Regions from separate parts of the Mus musculus genome. Here region 1 is linked to region 2. The links are chromatin contacts, called in public Hi-C maps. All regions are on one chromosome and are shown on one strand. Each heading gives the region's core, a stretch centred on a gene start, on an enhancer-like site or on the middle of the called end of the contact. The rest is flanking DNA. Distances are from core to core; before and after follow the strand shown.

Evidence for each region. A called contact is a pair of places that touch in the nucleus more often than the background predicts.
Region 1: a contact with region 2 is called in a Hi-C map of uterus, with 6 times the contacts expected there. The contact joins the enhancer-like site here to the promoter of C2cd4d in region 2. A contact is called at or near these places in 2 of 39 promoter capture datasets (hippocampal neurons and liver), 4 of 15 datasets of contacts at CTCF or cohesin (the G1E-ER4 cell line, large pre-B cells, liver and 1 more), 141 of 484 Hi-C or Micro-C datasets (the AML12 cell line, B cells, the BV-2 cell line and 79 more), 12 of 115 datasets of contacts at active chromatin or transcription factors (astrocytes, bone marrow-derived dendritic cells, embryonic basal ganglia and 7 more) and 4 of 9 other capture datasets (adipose tissue, embryonic tail, liver and 1 more).

What each region holds. Positions count from the first base shown.
Region 1 is chr3:94,608,868-94,614,499 of GRCm38.p6, reverse strand. It overlaps Tuft1 (tuftelin 1), which reads left to right. Exons shown (of 13, transcript NM_011656.3): 13 at 309-1,747. The coding sequence ends at 372. Among named protein-coding and RNA genes, the nearest start is that of Snx27, 29 kb to the right of the region's middle. Within about 2 kb of position 3,704, at least 81 of the 459 cell types and tissues checked have an H3K27ac peak or open chromatin away from gene starts, as enhancers often do. A contact at or near this core is called in the N1E-115 cell line, adipose tissue, astrocytes and 16 more, where this site is marked.
Region 2 is chr3:94,358,952-94,364,597 of GRCm38.p6, reverse strand. It overlaps C2cd4d (C2 calcium-dependent domain containing 4D), which reads right to left and starts at 2,154. Exons shown (of 2, transcript NM_001136117.1): 1 at 2,060-2,154; 2 at 31-1,251. The coding sequence starts at 1,169. The coding sequence ends at 144.

The DNA.
Region 1 (5,632 bases), core at 2,455-4,954, 250 kb before region 2:
TATCACAAATTTATGTATGTGTGTATGTGTACATATATACACACACGCACGCACACACATAATACATATTTCTAGAGAAGGGTCTTTTGTTTTTAAGAGATTCACAAGAAGGCCTTAAATCTTGTAGGGAAAACCCAAGAATCTCAGCTATGTTCACCTCTCAGTTGTGTAACTACTATCTTTATCACCCTTGACACCTCAGGAGATAAGTCAGCGCTGCAGTGTAGTATTCCAGAGGTACCACAGAGGGGAGGCTCAGTGAAGCCGGGCACAGCAGCTGCTCTCAGCATTTATTCCTTTCTCTCCAGTGTCAGGATATCGAAGCCCCCCAGCCCCAAGCCTATGCCTCTCATCCGGGTGGTGGAAACCTGAGCTGCCAGGAGATGGACGTTGCCGTTGCAGTTGCCTCAGTCCTGCAGAGAAGCCCTCCTCCCTTGTAGGCGGTTGATACTGACTGACTTCCTGACTACCCTGGTAGCCGCAGGTCCTGGGCTCTTGCCCCAGGCTCTGCTTGCTGGCAGATGGGTCCGGAGCGCCTGTCTCCTCAGGACACTGCAGACCTTGGGAAGACAGTCTCCTGCTAGCAGGAACGAAGCAATACCCTTATTCTCAGTTAGTGTTTTCTCCACATAACAGAGCTTCCCTGCTGTGTGCACTGGAATCTAGCTGCCCAAAAGCCAGGCCCTTGGTAAGTCCAGAGAAGTGACAAAATTTGTCTCAGCCCAAAAAGCTAGAAGCCCAGATGCGCAGAGTGACTGGAGCGTGTCCTGGGGGAGTGACGTTCCTTCTGCAAACACAGCTCAGTTCTTAGCAACAAACTGTTTGTTTTCCGCTTGACTCCACCCTTGTGCCATGCTGACCAGGGCCTTTTCCAGACAGCCAATGGGGGATATAGTTGGCCAGGCCTGGTCTTAGCCAGGGAACCTGGCCTACTAGATAGCCTTGCCTTTTGGGGACACAGGAATGTCCATTCAGGCTGCAGTTTTGGGTAGGAAGATTCTCTGGGGCTATGAATAGTTCATGGAAGCTCCCCGTCTGTGGGTTTTCCCCTGCGGTGTCCTGAGAGGCACACCTTAGCCTCCCTAACCCAGAACTGAGAACTGTCTTCTCTGTCAGTCTCAGCAAAACTGCTACTGTATTTATTTTGCTAAGTTATTGCTGGTTTTGCTTATATCTCATAATTGATTTAGTACCAGTGTTCTGCAGCTTTCTGCCGAGGTATTTAGGTTTACCTGGACATGGGGAAAGTATCCTGGTTGGCCTCGTTGGTTTCACAGTGTCATACTAACTCCCCATGCCATCCCTCTAGCTGCTGCTTTTCCTTTCTTTCCCTAGAGTCTACCTGTATCTCAGGAGGCTCATGTCTGTCCCAGAGTGTGTGCTGTCTGGGGAATAGGGCAGTGGGGACTGTTTGGGAGGAAACAGAGGTTCTTCTAATCTCTCTGAACACTTCCACCCATAACAACCTCTATCCCAGCCCTGAATGACCCTGCAGCTCATCGTGTTCGCTATAGTGTGGTCTAGTAGCCTCATGAGTGTTCTACTTGGCTCACAACCAGAAGCCTTAAGTCTTGTGTGTTTCTGTGTCAGGACTAGACCCAGATCCTGGCTTTGTCTGTACAGTGTCCTGAGACTTCAGGCAGAACGAGTGGGTTGTACATAATCTCCGTGCCCCTTCAAATTCTTTTCCTGTCTGTGACATAGTCTTTGTATGGCAACTTTAATAAATTATGCTAACATCTCTTTGCCCCGTGGGTCTTTTACTTCTTGGGGAGAATGAGAGCACATGATACACTGTCTCTCAGAGGTAGCATCCTGTGGTCAGCATGTGAGCAGTGAATTACAACTCTCTGATTTTGATGGGTAGGTGATTGTGGTATTCAGAAAAGTTACCAGCCATCAGGCCCTGTGGTCTAACCCAAGCTTTGACCCTGTCTAGGAACCCTGTGTTTGGCCACAGTGTGTCCTGATTTGGTTATAGGTCCTAAGACTGCATGGAGGGACAGCAGTCACAGGAGAGGCACGTGAGCAGCTCACATCCTTTGCAGAAGTGAAAAGCTCTGGGAAATGCTGACTGCAACTCTTCAAGGGTTTGGTGGTTTCTGGAAGTCTCTGTTAGTACAGTGGCTTTTCTTTTCATCCCTTTCTGCCAGGAAGCTAGTGGGCTACAGAGCCAAACAAGACATAGGTGAATTTACACAAACTCTTCTGGGCCAAGGAAATGGACAACACGGTCCTGTTGCCTGATCCCTCTGGTTTCCCTTTCTCTTTCTATTGAGACTGTAACTTTTCCCCCTGCTTCAGCTGTATTCACAATACAGGCATCAAAACACTCTGGAAACATCCCGCCCCAGATGTGGCTGCGGCTCCTGACTCCTGGGTTTCTCTTGCACCGGCAGTCTTGCTTGGCGCAGGTATATCCAGACTGCTTGTGTCAGAATATTAACAGGGTGGAAGCAGGGTGGGGTTGGCAAGGATGCCGAGAAGACTGGCCTAGCTAGAGGATGCAGGAGTGAGTGTTGCCCTGCAGGAAAGGGAGGCTCTCCTGCAGGGCCTGCTGAGCTACATGGGAGGAGCAGAGATGTGGGGTAGAGATAGGAAGTGGGCAGGAGACTTTCTGGAGACCAGAAACAAGGCTCTAAGGGATCAGAAAGAAAAAAAAAGGAGAGAGAACTCTGGGGTCTGCTTTACAAGCCACGGTGAGCGGTGAGCGGCTGCTGCAAGGAATGAACGAGGCCAGGGCGGATGCAGGAGAGTAGCTGGGAAACAACAGCATCGACAGTCCTTCCAATTAGAGATGTTGGATGGGGCTGAGGAGGTGGCAAGCTCCTGGCTTCTGCTGTCTTTTATTGCCTGTGTTTTGTAGTGTTTTAAGCCAACTCCTGTGTGCTACCGAGGAGGCTTGATTTCTGCCTCTCTGGGACCTCTGCCATGAGGGCGTTAAGAGCTGCCCAGACATGCAGCCATCATTGTCAGCCTCCTATAAACCTGGGCTGCAAGCCTGGTGATGGAAAAAAAGCTCACAGGAGCGCTTGTTCCCTGCCTGCCCAACAACTGCCCATATTCCATGTCTTCATTTTTCCTTGCACTAAGCAGAAAAGAGCCTGGTAGCACATGCTGTCTCAGCCAAGAGAAGCAGATTGTTAGCCTCAGCTGCTTTGGTGATGGGGAAGGAGGACTGAAAATGTAAGGGCAACCTGCTCAACTTAGTAAGACCCTGACTTAGAATAAATAAAAAAGGAACACAGAGCATAGTGGTGCACACCTTTAACCCCAGTAATTAGGGGGCAAAGGCAGGTTGATTTCTGTGGGTTTGAGGTATACATGGTCTATATAGTGAGTTCCAGGCCAGACAGGTGTCTAATGTTCACTTTCTTTGTGTCTCTGGAGCTCTCCCTGTGTCTTTCTTGGGAGCCTCAAAAGCCCCTATCCCCTGCCTTGCTTGCCAAGAGCTGGGATTACAGGTGTGTACCACCATGCCTGGCTTTGTCCCCGTTTTAAATCACTGTTGACCATGAACTGTTCGATGAAACATTTCCACTTTGGGAAGCTGTTCTGCTTGACACCATACTTGAATGGAGGAGGATAATGCCCCCTGGGATAGAGAAGCAATGTTCCCTCTTTAGCCAGCTCCTGGTTCTGGGTGGCTGTTTTTGTGGGGCCCGTGGAATCCCCTGAGTTCTCTGATTCCTCAGAGCCAAGCTGCTGAGCTAGGGCCTGAGTCTGTTCAGGCTATGACTCAACAACAGATGTTAGCCTAGGGCCCTTGGCCTCTTTTCCATGCTTTGATTTAGAGCTCTGGCTTTGCAAAGAGCAATTGTTTCCTCTAGTCTGTCCCAATTATAAGACTGTGGCCTTGAAACTCATAAGTTGGAGACCTACATATCCCCCCTTTCCCAAGGAAAATGCTTATCCAGGCTGAGAGTGAGAGAGATGGTTCTTAAAGGTAAGTACTTTCTGGCTCACTGAGACCAATTCAGGACTTTACGCTAAAATCTCTATCCCTGGAGCCCTGTGGGAGAAGGGATTGAGGGCGGATGGCCGGATAATTAATTTCCCTACAGGGTATTGGTCACCAAGTCTTAAACCACAGGGACCTCAGCATGCTGAAGGGAAGAAAATGTTTAGTCTGAGTTGAGTGAACTATCGCATAGTCAGTCTTTTCCTCTCTGTTACTGGGGTCCTAGGCCCAGCCTCACCCTTCTGTCTGTCCTGTTTTAACTGACATTTTGTGTAAAATGTATATTACTAGGTGGGAAGTTTTGCAAAACAAAGTCAATGAAAAAATGAACTTTTAGGGCTGGAGAGATGGCTCAGTGGTTAAGAGCACTGCCTGCTCTACCAGAGGTCCTGAGTTCAATTCCCAGCAACCACATGGTGGCTCACAACCATATGTAATGGGATCCAATGCCCTCTTGTGGTGTGTCTGAAGACAGCTATAGTGTACTCATATATTAAATAAATAAACAAATATTAAAAGAAACAAAACACTCTGTTGTGTGCACAGTGTTAAGCCAAGCTCTGCTATAGGACAGGGCTGTATTCCTCCAGGATTCTGCTGGGTTGCTGGGCCAGCCCGTGAAGAGGTGGATAATAATGCAGAGACAGTAGGAAGGATGTGATGCTAGAACTGAGCCTGGGGGATATGAGGCCAGGAGAAAAGACCGGAAGAACATGTGCAGCGGAAATCATTAAGCACATTTGGAGGACAGGAAGACCAGCTGAAGGCTTTTTGGGGAAGTGGTCACTACATAGACCTGGCTGGCCTTGAACTCAGAGATCCAACTGCTTCTGTCTCCAAAATGCTGGGATTAAAGGCATGGGCCACCACTGTGTCTTACATAATACTCTTTATCAACTAAAAGTAAGTTTTGTTTGTTCATTTGCTCGGTTTTTTGTTTGTTTGTTTGTTTGTTTTGAGACAGTCCTGCTACATAGCTCTTGCTGTCCTAGAACTCACTTTGTAGACCAAGCTGACTTCCAACTCACAGAGATTTGCCTGCCTCTGCCTCCCCAGTCTTGGGATTAAAGCATGCACCCCCATGCCCAACTACAAATAAGAATTTAATGAATTGGGGCTGGTGAGATGGCTCAATGGGTAAGAGCACCCGACTGCTCTTCCGAAGGTTCGGAGTTCAAATCCCAGCAACCACATGGTGGCTCACAACCATCCATAATGAGATCTTCTGGAGTGTCTGAAGACAGCTACAGTGTACTTACATATAACCAATAAATAAATCTAAAAAAAATTTAAAAAAAAAAAAAAAAAAAAAGAATTTAATGAATTGATTGGTCAATCGGGGAGGGGCATTTCAGCTGAAAGAGACAATACCAGCAAATGTCACTGGGACTATGCAGAGGGCATGGGGACTACAGTTTGGCTGAAAGAGAAAAGCAAATCACCTGGAAAACAGGGGAACCGAAGAAGGGTAACAGGAACAAAGACACACCCACTTCATCAGCATGGCAACCTCCTGGAGTGTTTACTTCAGTCTCTTTAGAAAGGGCCCCTTTGGCCCTCGTGGTGGCCTTTAATCCCAGCACTTGGGAGGCAGAGGCAGGCGGATTTCTGAGTTTGAGGCCAGCCTGGTCTACAGAGTGAGTTCCAGGACAGCCAGGACTACACAGAGAA
Region 2 (5,646 bases), core at 905-3,404:
GTTTTTGGTGCCCACTGGAAAGCATGCAGCTAGAGACAAACTGATGTTTTATTAACAAAAATAAATACATGCCGGGCAGGTGGCAAGGATGAAGTCTGCAGACCCAGTGGAAACCTCCCAAGAAAGCTGTGGTGTCTATCAGTCTACAGGCTGAGATGAGTAGGTGCCAGGGAGGACCCAGGGCCTAGACCTCCAGCCAGTGGGGGCAGCAGGGCGATGAGGGGCGTCTCACATTCCCCCAGCAGCACGTCCCTGCGCAGCCCCGCGCCCCTGTCCAGCACTTTGGCCCTCAGACTGCGGACGGCCAGATCCGGCGGGCGCAGCCCCTCGAAGAAGAAGTCTTCGTTGAAGATAGGGTTGCAGCTGCTCTGGACCACCCGGCTCCGCTGAGCTCCAGGCCTAACGCGCGGCTGCAGCCGCAGAATCACGCAGCAGCCGCCGCCACCGCTCCCGGGGCGGGTCCGCGGCCGAGGCAGCCCCTCGGCGCTCACCAGGCGCAGCCTCAGCCGCCCGGGCCCCGCCTGGTACTCGGTGGACAGGCGCAGCTGCCCGCCGCGGGGCCCCAGGCGCAGCACGCTGTCCTTGGTCGGCCGCAGTTGGCAGCAGAGGAAGTCCAGGTGGAAGAGCGGTGGCGCACGGCGCGGCGCGTACGGACTAGTGTCCGCCGAGCTGGCCTCGTCGGGGGACAGGGACTGCGGCCTGGGCGTGTGCGGGGAGCCGCAGGGCGAGGAGTCCGGCGACGAGGCCGTGTCGCTGTCTGGGGCCCGGCAGAGGCGGAGGTCGGGGGCCGAGACGTGCAGCCGTGACTGCGCCGGGGCCAGGCCTGCAGCCAGGCCGCGCGGCCCGTGGAACAAGGACTCGCGGCGACGCGTGTGCGGGCTCTCGGGCAGGAAGGCCCAGCCCTCGCGGCCCGCCAGGTGCGGCAGCGAGCAGGCCACCGGGAGGTTCCGGCCGCCCGGGTTGCGGTCCACCCTGCCCTCGGCGCCTCTTGGGTCCCGGAGCCGAGGCGGTATGAAGAACTGTGGGATGCGGTCGGGGGTGAGGACATTAGGGTTGCAGCGCGAGGGCGAGCCCCGGGCCTGGCGCTTGGGGACCAGGCTGGGGTGCGCCTGCAGCGCCCGGGCCTCTGCGGTCCGTACCCTATAACCGGCTTTCTCCAAGAGCCACATGCAGTGGGTGGGGGTAAAGGAACACCGAGGCGGAGAAGGTCCAAGTTCAGCCTCCCGGCTGGAGGCTCTGGCCTGAGGTGCGCTGAGAGAACAGAAGAGGATGCGAATCGATGCTGCTGCGGAGAGCAAACACTTAGCTGTCTGCCTCTGTGGCCTTGTCCCCACACTCATGGGGCACGAGTCTGGCATATATAAGCAGGTAAAAGAACAGGTGAAGTCTGGAAACTGGAGAAATGGATTACGAGACCAGACAGAAGGTTTTTTCAGAGTCTGGAGATGGCTCAATGGTTAAGAGCACTTGTTGGTCCAGCAGAAGCTGTGGCTCCCAGCACCCCTATGGTAATTCACACTCATCCACAACTCCAGTTCCAAGGGATCCAACGCCCTCTTCTGACCTCTGCAGGCACCAGGCATGCACGTGGTGCACATACATACATACATACACACAGGCAAAACATTCACATAAAATACGTCTTAGAAATAATCTTAAAATGATTTTCAGAAGGAGGCCTTGTATGGCTAAGTATTTAGACTTCCTATTGCTAAGGATGTTCCACCCACTTCAGTGTTAGAGGGACTAACACCCGTACAACCTAAAGATTTGTAGTCACAATTACAGACCCAGATATTAATTCTGCTCATATATACTCTAGTTCCATAAGGTCACCACGGCCCTAAGTAGACTGGCTTTCTTGTCCTGCACCTAGAATCTGGTCTGGGGCCCTGGAAGCTCATTGCTTGTGCAGGCGGCTGTTGTGTTAGCTTCTCTGATTTGACTTATCTTTGGGCACTAGCCCCACCTAACTCTTGTCTCCTCCCCAAATCACGTTCACCTTCTCAAATTGCTCCTGAAAAGGACTCACTTCTGCTCCTGGCAGCCGGAAACACACCTGATTGCTGACCAGTAGACAAGCAGGGCCAGTCCAAGGAGATTCCCTTCTTTCGATGAGGCACAGACCCCCTCTCCCCTCCTCTTTATCCCTAGCTTCTCAGCCAGGCCGCAGCCACAGAGCAAGGCTGTAAGGCGGAGCTGAGCAGTTAGGCGGTTCCTCCTACTGTCCACTCTTTTTCCTTAGGAAACCTTAGAGCACAAAGGCACTATTGATTCTCTGCCACCCCCAGTGCAGGCCCAGGAAGGCTTCTTTGCAGTGAGCTCAGTGCACCCCTGCGTGGAATCACCATGAACAATGAAAGTGCCAGTAGTCTGCCAGGGACTCCTAGCCCGTATCTGGCTCAGTAATGCTCTAAGATTGTAGACCTTACCTATGGGCAGTCGCAGCTTCTGGCTGTAAAGAGTGCAGAACCGTAGGGGACCAGCTTTCTTTCTAGCTTGCTCCCCTAGCTCAGTGTTTCAGGGAGGAGCTGGCAGGGGCCTCTGCTGCCTACGTCTGACTTCTTTTCCTGGATAAACACGGGTCTGTCCCTCTGGCCTTCGACAAGACTTCTTTAACTCCTTCCTACAGTCAGAGCTGGATTTCCAGCAGCAGTCTGCTGGACCTGATCCCCTGCTGCTAAAGTTGGGGGAGTGGGGCAGAGAACAGACACTGTCATCAATGGCCAGTGGCTAGTTGTTGTCCCCACCATCCCCACCCCCACCCCACCCTTAGCCATACCCACACCCAGCATATCTTCCACTCCCAGCATATCTTCCACCCTTAGCCGTATCCACACCCAGCATATCTTCTACTCCTCTGGAGCCATCCCAGTAACTCCTCAACATCATGATTTTCAATGACTAGTTCCCTAAATTATATCCACCCCGTACCCCAAAAAGGGAAGAAATAGGTTCAGGATTTCTGGATATAAAGACACTAAGGACAGCTGGTTACAACAGTGAGGACCAGCTGACTTACATCCTCCATCTTTGGCAGGCTCTAGAAAGCATAGCTGGCCACTGGGCAGATGAGGTTATCAGTTTTGCTGGCACACCTGCCACCGTATTCCCTCAAAAACAGACTCTCCCTCCCTCCTTAGGATGGGCTGTTTCTCCTTTTATTCTTCCCCCATTGACAACTTTTCTCTTAATTAGAAATGCCTCCTGCTCCTATTTCCCAGTATCCTCACCCCTTTCCTTTATGCCATTAGTAAGTTTCTTCTGTTTATGTTTTCTTTTCCTTGTAGGTCAGCGTAAGTAGCCTGAAATTCTCTGTATAGTCCAGGGTAACCAGCACCCCAAGGGCAGGGACTACAGGTATAAACTATTATGTGATTATTGTTATTTTAATGTCTGTCCCTTCTTAGGATGTAAACATCACAGGGACAAGGATTAGCACAAGCCAGGTGTTCAGCCAGGATTTTAAAAAATACATTATTTTATGTGTATTATTTAGTCTGCATGTATGTTTGTGCATGATATGTATGCCTGGTGTCCTCAGAAGCCAGAAGAGGGCGCTGGAGCTAGAGTTACAGACAGCTGTGAATCACCACATGGATGCTGGAAATGGAATCTGGGCTCTCTGGAAGAGCAGCAAGTGCTCTTAACTGATGAGTCATCTGTCCAGCTCCTCAATTGGGATTTTAAGGTATTAAGCAGAATTATACTTAAAACAGATTGTCCATCTGTTCACTGAAAATCTAAATTGTACCAGACACAGAATGGGGAGCTAAGAGAGAGACAAAAAACATGCCCGCACAAGCACAGCCCCGAGACAGACTGTGGAACGCAGGATCATGAAATAAACCAGGAAAGCGGTGATTATTCTGTCATCTGATGACTCTTGAGGATCATGGTTCTCTTGTTGCCCTCATACCTCTGACTTTGCATTCCTCTCTGACTGTAAGTCCTACTGGTTTTCAGGGGAGGGTTGGTATGCCACAGGCAATAGTAGTTTGGGCAACTATCAGATGGGCTGGAGGTCCTGGCTTTGAGATGTGCCAGCTTTGAGACCTGCCATAGGCAATTTAATTTCCCCATCTGGTTACTTGGTTGGAGGAATCTACCCAACTTTCAGAGTTGTTGAGAGGACTAGACAAGATAACATGTGGGTGTTAGACTGACTCCTGCTACCAGAAAACAGAAAACATGATTTAATATGGAGTAATAAAGATATTAAAGAAGATTTACTTTTATGTGAAGAGATGCTTTGTCTCCATGTATGCTCATGTACAACACAGCTGCAGTGCCAGAGGAAGCTAGAAGAGGGCATTGGATCACCTGGAACTGAAGTTACAGGTAGTTAGTTGTTACCCACTGTGTGGGTGCTAGGAACCAAACCAGGCTCTTCTGCAAGAATAGCAAAGCTGTAAACGGTTGAGCCATTCCTCTTGCTCTGCTCAGGACAGTTTTGACTTGTAAAATAAATTCAAACGTAGAGTAGGGTTTGGGAAATCTTGATCCATCCATTCTTTCACACATAGTTATTGAGTAGCTGCTGTGTGCTGGCCTCTGTCTAAGACTCTGGAAATATAGCAACAACCCTGGCTAGATGTAGATTATACTTTCTCAGGGAGGGCTGACAATGGTGACATACACATTGCTTAGGGAGTGATGAGTCTTGTCTCTTGTGTTAGGAGGGTCTGTTGAGGATAGAATGGAGTGGGTGAGGGTACTTGTACAGAGAGTGGAGAGAACACTGTTGAAATGATGCAGCGGGAGATGATTGGCATGTGAACCAGAGCTGCAGCCATCTGTGTCTGATGTATTCTGAAGAGAATTTCCAGATGGATTCATTCCCACCTGAAGATTTTTGGCCTGAGCACCTGAAAGAATGGAGTTACCATCTTATGAGAGGGGGAAAGAACAAGTGCTCAGTTCCATATCCGTTAAGTTTAAGGCCCTTTAATGTTAGACATCCATGTGAGGATGTGGAGTTGACATTTGCATATGAATCTGGTGCCCAGTGGAGAAGCCCAGACTACCTCAGAGACATCTGGAGGAATGAGGATGGAATTTAAAATCATGAGACCTGGTGAAACGTCAACTGAGAGGACACACGAACTCTGTCCTGGGTGCTCCCACATTGGATCCTGAGGGAGGAGGCATGTGCTGGGCTCGATGCTGAGGTGGAGTGGAGATGAGAGTTACTAGCACACAGAAGTTACTGATGACTTTGGCAAGAGGAGTTCTGGAAGAGCAGTGGAGCAAATGCTTCAACGGAGTGGGCCCAAGAAAGAGGGATGGGCAGGCATGGTGGGAGTGGTGGCGCACCCTTAATCCCAGCACCCTGGAGGCAGAGGCAGGCGGATTTCTGAGCTTGAGGCCAGCCTGGTATACAGCGTGAGTTCCAGGACAGCTAGAGCTACACAGAGAAACCCTGTCTCCAACAAAAACCAAACAGACAAACAAACAAACAAACAAACAAAACAAGGAAAGAAAGGAAGGAAAGATGGGTGAGGAACTGGAGAGATGGCTCAGTGATTAAGAGTATGTACTGCTCCTCTAGAATTTGATTCCTAGCACCCATATTAGGTGACTCACAACTGGCTATATTATATTAGGCTATTATCTTAGGTTTAATCTTTCAGGATTCCTAAAGCC